2 separate regions of the Sus scrofa genome follow, and region 2 is linked to region 1. Evidence: chromatin contacts called from public Hi-C data. All regions are on one chromosome and are shown on one strand. Each heading gives the region's core, a stretch centred on a gene start, on an enhancer-like site or on the middle of the called end of the contact. The rest is flanking DNA. Distances are from core to core; before and after follow the strand shown. Region 1 holds the start of THOC2 (THO complex subunit 2). Region 2 holds the start of STAG2 (cohesin subunit SA-2).

What was found. A called contact is a pair of places that touch in the nucleus more often than the background predicts.
Region 2: a Hi-C map of embryonic fibroblasts shows a contact between it and region 1, with 1.7 times the contacts expected there. The contact joins the promoter of STAG2 here to the promoter of THOC2 in region 1. A contact is called at or near these places in 1 of 5 promoter capture datasets (fetal liver), 4 of 47 Hi-C or Micro-C datasets (embryonic fibroblasts, fetal liver, heart right ventricle and 1 more) and 2 of 2 datasets of contacts at active chromatin or transcription factors (alveolar macrophages and skeletal muscle).

What each region holds. Positions count from the first base shown.
Region 1 is chrX:101,282,798-101,286,806 of Sscrofa11.1, reverse strand. THOC2 (THO complex subunit 2) reads left to right here and starts at 2,184. Exons shown (of 39, transcript XM_021080469.1): 1 at 2,184-2,351. The coding sequence starts at 2,281.
Region 2 is chrX:101,474,458-101,478,466 of Sscrofa11.1, reverse strand. It overlaps STAG2 (cohesin subunit SA-2), which reads right to left and starts at 2,350. Exons shown (of 34, transcript XM_013986403.2): 1 at 1,189-2,350.

The DNA of each region.
Region 1 (4,009 bases), core at 935-3,434:
CTGGGGATGTTGCTAAACATCCTATAATGTACAAGATCTCCCCTGACTTCCTCAAAGAATTATCTGATCCCAAATGTGGATAGTGCCCACTGCTATAGATTATACAGTGAGGTATACACAAGTATCAGGATAGTCCTTGTATCACAGAAACCATCCTGTAAAAATGATTTCAAACTGGAGTTCCCATTGTGGCTCAGTGGTTAACGAATCTGACTAGGAACCATGAGGTTGTGGGTTCGATCCCTGGCCTCGCTCAGTGGGTTAAGGATCCGGCATTGCCTGAGCTGTGGTGTAGGTTGCAGCCGAGGCTCGGATCCCGCGTTGCTGTGGCTCTGGCGTAGGCTGGTGGCTACAGCTCCGATTCACCCCTAGCCTAGAAACCTCCATATGCTGCAGGAGCGGCCCAAGAAATGGCAAAAAGACAAAAAAAAAAAAATTGATTTCAAACTTTTTAGGGAGGGTGATGATACAGTAAAGATTCACTATACAATTTTGTTCACTGTTGAAATGGTCCATAATGATGGACAATGAAAAGATCAGAGGGAACTCCTATCTCTGAACCTCCTTGAAGTAGCAAATTTTTTTTTTGAGATATCATTGAAACTAAATGGTGTATATTTTCCAGTGAACGGCTTTAAAATTTCAAAATCAGACAGGACATTAAGAGAATAGATATAGCTGACGAAAAACAATCATAAACAATGCAGTATTTCCCCAGAACTTATTCTGAATACAGCCTATCCCCTGAACAATTTTTCAGTGCAAATCAACCCGGTCCATTCAGTAAAACCTGACAAATTTAGAAGACACTAGTGCTAAAGTTCATACATTAACATATATGTGGTAGGATTTCATTTGGTTTGTCTGTATTTTCTAAATTTTCAGCAAAACATGTATTTTTAAAACTTTTATTTTGAAAAGTTGCACAGACAGAACAGAGAATCTCTGTATATCCTTTACCCAGATTCCTAAAATGTTAATATTTTACATTTGTCTAATCATTCTATCGTTTTTTTTCTGCAACATTTTAGAGTAAGTTGCAACACACTGCCCCATTACCTCTAAATACTTCATATTTTCTTAAACAAGGACTTTCACATAACCACATACAAGTATTAAACTCAAGAAATTAACACCGACACAATATTATTACTTAAACTACAGATATTCAAATTTGGTCAGTTGTCCCAGGAATGCCGTTTTTAGAGTAAAATATATATATATATTTTTTCCGGCCGGGAAGCTGTTATTCTGTTGTTTTCATTAATCTGGAAGAGTTCCTCAACCTGTCTTTATCTTTAGTAACCTTGATGATTTTGAAGAGTGCAAGCCAGTAATTTTGCAGACCATCCCTTAATATGGGCTTGTCTGATGTTCCCTCATGATTAAATTCAGGTTATGCGAATTTTGGCATGATTACTACAAAATTGGTTAGTGTTTTTCTCAGCATCTCATCAAGAGGCATAAGACGCCCATTTATCTAATATCGAGGGATGCTTATTTTCATCAGTTAGGAGGGTGTCCACCATGTTTCCCGACCGTAAAGATTCTATTTCGCTCATTGAAATAATAAGTATCTTGTCGGGAGACACTTGGAGAGTATGTGATATAAACAAGTTGTTTCTCTTGGTGCTTGCGCCCCCTAGTTTTGCCTAAGGTTACAATGACAGCGGCCGACAGTAGGGTGTCAGCGCTGGTGGCTGCAAGTGTTTCCCAGGGCCGATTTCTCACTTCCTCATTAGATTATACCCCCCGTATTAGCAAAATGCCTGGCTCACAGCAATCGGCTGCTTCTTCCCTGATTAATTTCTTTGATATTAGCTGTTAGCAGAATGTATTGTAGTTGATGCCCTTATGTTTGTCTTCCCGACAGACTGTGAGCTCGTTGAGGGTAGGCATCGTGGCTTTTTCTCTATCCCCAGTGTCTAGCACATACTAGGTGCTTTAAAAACACGAGTTTGAATTAGTGGCCTGGAGTAGACACTACGGAAGAAGATAAGGGGTACGAGTTGGCCTGGGGATGGCATTTTTCCTGTTCTAAAGGGAAGAGGGGCATGGGTTGAAGAGGGCGCGGCCAGCGTAGTCATTCTGCGACGGGACCCATGGGTCCGGCCACCTGGTTGGCGGCAGGGCCTCGGGCTTCCGCAGGGTGGGGTGGAAAGCAGGGCGGGAAATCGAAAACCGAACTCGCGGCTCCCGGCATTCCCCGTGGGCGGTGCTCCCCTTTGACCCCTCGCTCGCGTGCTACACATCCGGGCCTCTGCTACTAGTGAGGGGAAGATGGCGGCCGCAACTGTGGTGGTTCCTGTAGAGTGGATAAAGAACTGGGAGAAATCAGGGAGAGGCGAATTGTGAGTGTCCGGGCTGGAGGCGGGCACACGGCCGGGCCGGGCTCGGGCGTCAACCGTGCTCTCACATTTGGGGGGACGTTGCGGGGGGGGGGGGAGATGTGTCCCCTCCCCCATCCGGGCGGCGGGTGTGGATGGTTGGCTAGGAGTTTCGAACTCGGGGAGGAGAAGTGCTGGTAACCGCCACCGACCTCCTGCTTTCCCCGGCTTCCGCGAAAGCCTCGCTGCCCGCCGTAGCTTGTCTTTCTTTAGCCTCTTAGCAGAACTCCCGTTTTGTCCCTACGGGTCCCCGCGCTCTCGCTCCGTCTCTTTTTGTCCCCCCTCTACGCTTGAGCTCACTTGGCTTCTTTCTCTTTACGGCACCGCGCCGTGGGATGTGTGTGTGGGGTGGGTTCGGACTTTATATCTCTCTGTGTCCCATTTCTTTACTCTGCACCCGTTCGACTCCGCAGTTTGGAGCCCGGCTCCGCCTCTGCCCGAAGTCCGAACCGTCCCGGACTCCCTCCCCTCCTCGCCGCCCGCCGCCGCGAAGCCCGGGGCGTCGGGAAGAGCCCCACTTGGGACCTCTCGTCCTCCCGGGGAGCGGTCTCTTGGACTGTCCCGGCCTCGCGCGGCGCGCCGCTGGCCGTGGGAGAAGTGTAGCAGGATTGCCGCTTCCCCCGAAGACCTACCGGCATTTCTTTGCTCCTTCTTTTCACCTTAGACCCATTTCGGGTTGGAATCAACTTTCGTCATTAAATGTTTCCTAAACCCCATTTAGTCCCGGGACTGCAACTAATTTTGGCAACTCTCCAAGGTTCCCGTTTACCTAGAATAACGCGTTTCCTTTAGTCATAAAACTTGGGTGGTTTTTTTTTTTTTTTCCTTTCAGTAATACAGAAAACAGTAATTTGCCATACCCGCGGTTTCCTCGCCCCAAATGTCAGCTCTGTCTCGAAGAGAAAATTCGTTTAAGCGGCGAAACAAACCCCGGATTTAAATAACTTATTTAAATAAATAACTTATTGCGAATTTCTTTCTCCGAATAGCTCTATTAGGTAAAGCTCAGCCCTGTATGAGATTAACTGTCGTTAGCCATTTTTACCGTCGTCGCGGGGCCCTCCGCCCCCTCCTAGTCAGTTTACGGTTGCTGGTTCGAAAGATACGGATCTTGGGAACTTCGTTACTTGGAACGAAACGCGGGGAACGCGTTGCCAGAACTCGCGCCTGTAGTAGCGCCAGCCTATATGGCCCTCCCCACCCCGCTTCTGCACTCGCGCTGCTTCGCGTAGTCTTAGTGTGAGCGCTAGACTGGGATTGCCAGGCTAAGCGGCAGTCTTAGCCACTTAACTAGCTGAGTGACCTTGGGTAAGTTCCTTAACCACTTTGACGTTTCCCCTTGAGTAAATTGGGAATAATAAGTACTCAGAGGATTGTTGTGAAGACTAAATGATGCCTGTGAAGCACTTGGCTTATAGTAAGTGCTCAAGTGATCGCTGTTAAAAGTAATATTATTCGAATCTTTAGATATTTAAACTTCTCTGGACAGCTCTTGCACTTAAAATCTGTTAACACTCAGGTTAGCAATTAATTAGTCTCTGACTCTTTCATGTATACTCTTGTACTCTAACGCATTGAGAGACCCTTGAAGAGTGAGGACCGTGTCTCACATTTCTTTTGGT
Region 2 (4,009 bases), core at 1,101-3,600, 190 kb before region 1:
CTTCCTTCTTTCTCAGGCCGGGGGCTTCTTCACCCCTGGGCTGGTACAAGATATTTTTCCCTTCCTCTTCTTTACACCCTCGAATTCTACTCAGGGACGGAAGCTCCCGCGGTTCTAGAGCGGTGGGGGGTTTTGAAAGTGGCGGTCGGATCCGGCGGGTTTTTTTTTTTTTTTTTCTCTCTCTCTCTCTCTTTTTTTTTTTTTTTTTTTTTTTTTTTTTTTTGGTGGCGCTTCGGGATTGTTTGGGGTGTTCGCTCTTCGGCGACTTGGAGGCGAATGGAACGCGCAGGCGCCATCTGTCGGCCGCGAACCGGCGCCCGGCTCCCGTTGGGAGGGAGCGTCATCTAGCGGCAGAGGGTCACCACTGCAACGCCTGGCCGCCAGCCCTCCCACCCAGCGTCCTCCTCCCAATGGCCAGCCAATCGGGGCCGACTGCCTCCCGGGTTCAGCGTCTCCGACACCGCCCCTCAACTAGGCGCCCGCAGGGGCGCGCCGCCGAGTGGGGTAAACAAGGTGCCGTGCCCGCGCCTGACTTACTCATGCGTTTAGCAGCGCTTCCGCCGCGCACCCGGTCGCGCCGCGCTTCCTCTTTCTTTATCAGGGGGTCGAGGGGAGGGCGGTAGGAATGTCCGCCGGAGCCTCGCGCCGTGGGAAATCGGAAGCTGGCCTCGCTGGGGACTCGTGCCCCGTGCCCCTCCGCCCCCCCGCGCAGCCCGAGGTGGCAGCCCGGTTGGGCATTATCCCTCGATGTCCCCTCTTGTGACACGCCCCAGCGAGGGGAGCCTCTGACCCTAGGTCCCAGACCGTCGTTTCACCGCGCCCTCTACCCCTTCCCTCCGAAAGAACTCAACTCGCGCAACTCTGGCACCTGATCCTAAGTGATTGGGGGGGTTCTTTTTGAGTTTTTGTTTTGCTTGCTTTTTGCTTCGGGTGTGGAAAGAAAGCGAACTGAGTCCCTCCCGGATAGACATGGCACTGGAAAAAAATTTTTTTTCTTTAGAAACACTAGTCCCGTTTCCCAGAAAATGTGCTCTCTCCCTCCAGGGTCTAGGAGACTAGGGAAACTGGGCTACTAGGCTAGGCCGGGCACTCGACCAATTTATTCCTCACTCTGGGGGCTGAGGGGGGAACGGGACGGAGCGAAGTGAAAAATCGAAATTTGGGAAGAGGGAGTCGAAGAGCACCTACCGGGTCTTTCCCGCCTCCTCCGTTTATCTGCGGTCTTCCTGGAAGTGTGGGCGGAGGCGGCCTCGCGACTTAGTTAAGAATTTTGGTTCCTTTTTATCCTGCCTCCTCACCCCTCCCCTTAGACGTTCGACAGGCGAAAGGGCACCTTAACGCTCCTTCGACTCCAGTTAACTCAAGTCTTTTTACTTATTTTTATTTTTTTGTTTGCTTCGAATCCATCGTCCGGCACCTTTGACCACCAAGAGATCTCTACGCGCTGGAGACATCAACTTGGGGAGGGCCAGTTACCCCCGATGCACCGCCTTTCCTAGGACAGGAAGAAGTGACCTATTGCAGTGTTTCCACTGCTGTTACACAGATTCATACAATAGTTCCCAGATTCATACAATTGTGTAGTTAGTAAGAGCTCTTCGTTAGTTTCTTTTTTTAAATTTTTAGTTAAGCTGTTCCTTTAATAATAGATTTCATTTAGAAGAAAAGGAATAAACGTATTTAATAACAAGACAGATTTTCCAAGTAAGAAAGAATGCAAGCCCCGTATAAATGGTGGAGAATTTACCCAATATCACTTCTAAAGCATTCCTAATGCAATATAATGGTTATTTTCAGTCCTTAAGCTATATTCCTTCCACGCCTGTCTTAGTTTCTCTCCTATCCTCTGTACTCACTAGTTTTGTTTCCTTTTTTTTCCTGCAACTTTTAAAAAAGTTAGTGTATTTAGTCAACTGAACAGTAAAAGTTAAACCGAAACATCTAAATACCAATAACAAGAAATAAAATCTGAAGACTTTTTTACTTATTGCTAACGCTTTGGGTTGTGGAATACTATTCAGAATAAATTTCCTTTTCTTTTATAGACCATCTTTGGTAGAATGTTATACAGTTTTTAATAGATTCAAGTTATAGAATGATGCAGCTAGAACATTAAATAAGGAGTAGTGGAAAATTTACAGTTATATAAGTTAATGCAAAATTCCACTTAAAGTAATAGAAAAATTGGGCTCTGTACCAAATCATTTTACATTAATTTAGTTCAGTTGTGCCAATTGATATTAAATGATTTCCTGTTTTAGTATTAGCTGAAAGTTACTGATTTTCTGCTCTAAACATTGCATGGTGCTAATAGTTTTTCATCTATTTTATAAATTTCTATTCTCAGCTGATTTCTATGTAGCATTTGAGACTTTAAACAATTTTATACTTTGAACGTAACTGAAAATTTCCTGTTTAGTAAACTTTTATTTTGTAAAAAACACCATAGAAGATTAATAACTATGTAACATCAGAAGTTTTATAGCAAATATATTACCAATGTTAGCTCTCTTTTTTCTAGAGTTCGCTCAAAAGTTATTAAGTCTTCAATATGTGCAGATCACAATGCTGTGCGCCCCAGTCCTGTCCCCAAGAGTGGAATTTATTTCATAAGGTACTGAAGATAAAGAATACACCCTTAGAATTTGAGGACAAAGTGAGAAAATACCATCAAATGAAATATGTAACATGTAAAATAAACTTTATTTGTAGAAATTCCAGCATTTTTAGCAACATGGATGGACCTAGAAATTATCACACTAAGTGAAGTCAGTCATACAATGAGACACCAACATCAAATGCTTTCACTGACATGTGGAATCTGAAAAAAGGACAGAATGAACTTCTTTGCAGAACAGATACTGATTCACAGACTTTGAAAAACTTAAGGTCTCCAAAGGAGACAGTTCGGGGGTGGGGGATGCGCTGGGGTTGTGGGATGGAAATCCTATAAAATTGGATTGTGATGATCATTGTACAACTATAAGTAATAAATTCATTGAGTAATAACAAAAATATGTAAATACATTGTCTTTAAATAAATAAATAAATTTAATTATTTGTGGTACGTGCTTCATGAGATAATGCGGCAGAAGCTTTTGGTGCCTGATAAGAAATACTGAAAAAGCTGAATAGTTAGAGTATTTGATATTGTGTAAGGGGTATCCATTTGATGCAAAAATATTTTGGTCAGAAATAAACACCCCAGGGAGTTCCCATCGTGGCTCAGTAGTCATCGAATCCGACTAGGAACCATGAGGTTGCAGGTTCGGTCCCTGGCCTTGCTCAGTGGGTTAAGGATCCGGCGTTGCCGTGAGCTGTGGTGTAGGTTGCAGACGTGGCTCGGATCCCACGTTGCTGTGGCTGTGGTGTAGGCCAGTGGCTACAGCTCCGATTGGACCCCTGGCCTGGGAACCTCCATATGCCACGGAAGCGGCCCCAGAAAAGGCAAAAAGACAAAAAAAATAAAAAAACAAAAAAACTCACCACAGTCTGAATAAAGCATACCACAGTTTTCTTTGCTCTGACTCCATGCAAATAAAGCAAGCTTCTGATTATAATTAGGTTTTCTAGATAGTCTCCTTCTCTACACAGCATACATATAAATTCTGTATTTTCTAACACCATTCTAAATGTGACCTAAAATCCAGAAGCCTAAAGATGAAGTTTGAGTCTACAGAAATTTAAAATTATATATACCAAAATACCATAAACAAAGTCAAAGATGAACTATAAGTTATGAGGAAATATTTCCTACATGAATGAAAAAAGCTAATTTCCTTAATACAGAAAGAACTCTCACAAATCAAGATAAAAATATTCTAGGTTGTTCCTGGTGGTCTAGTGGCTAAGATTCAGCACTTTCACCACTGCAGCCCAGATTCAGTCCCTGGTCAAGGAACTCAGATGCCACTCAAGCCACTGCATGGGTGGTGACAAAAAAAATTTTAAAAACCTCCAATAAAAAACTGGAAAAGGACATAAACGGCCAACTTAATGGATAAGAAAT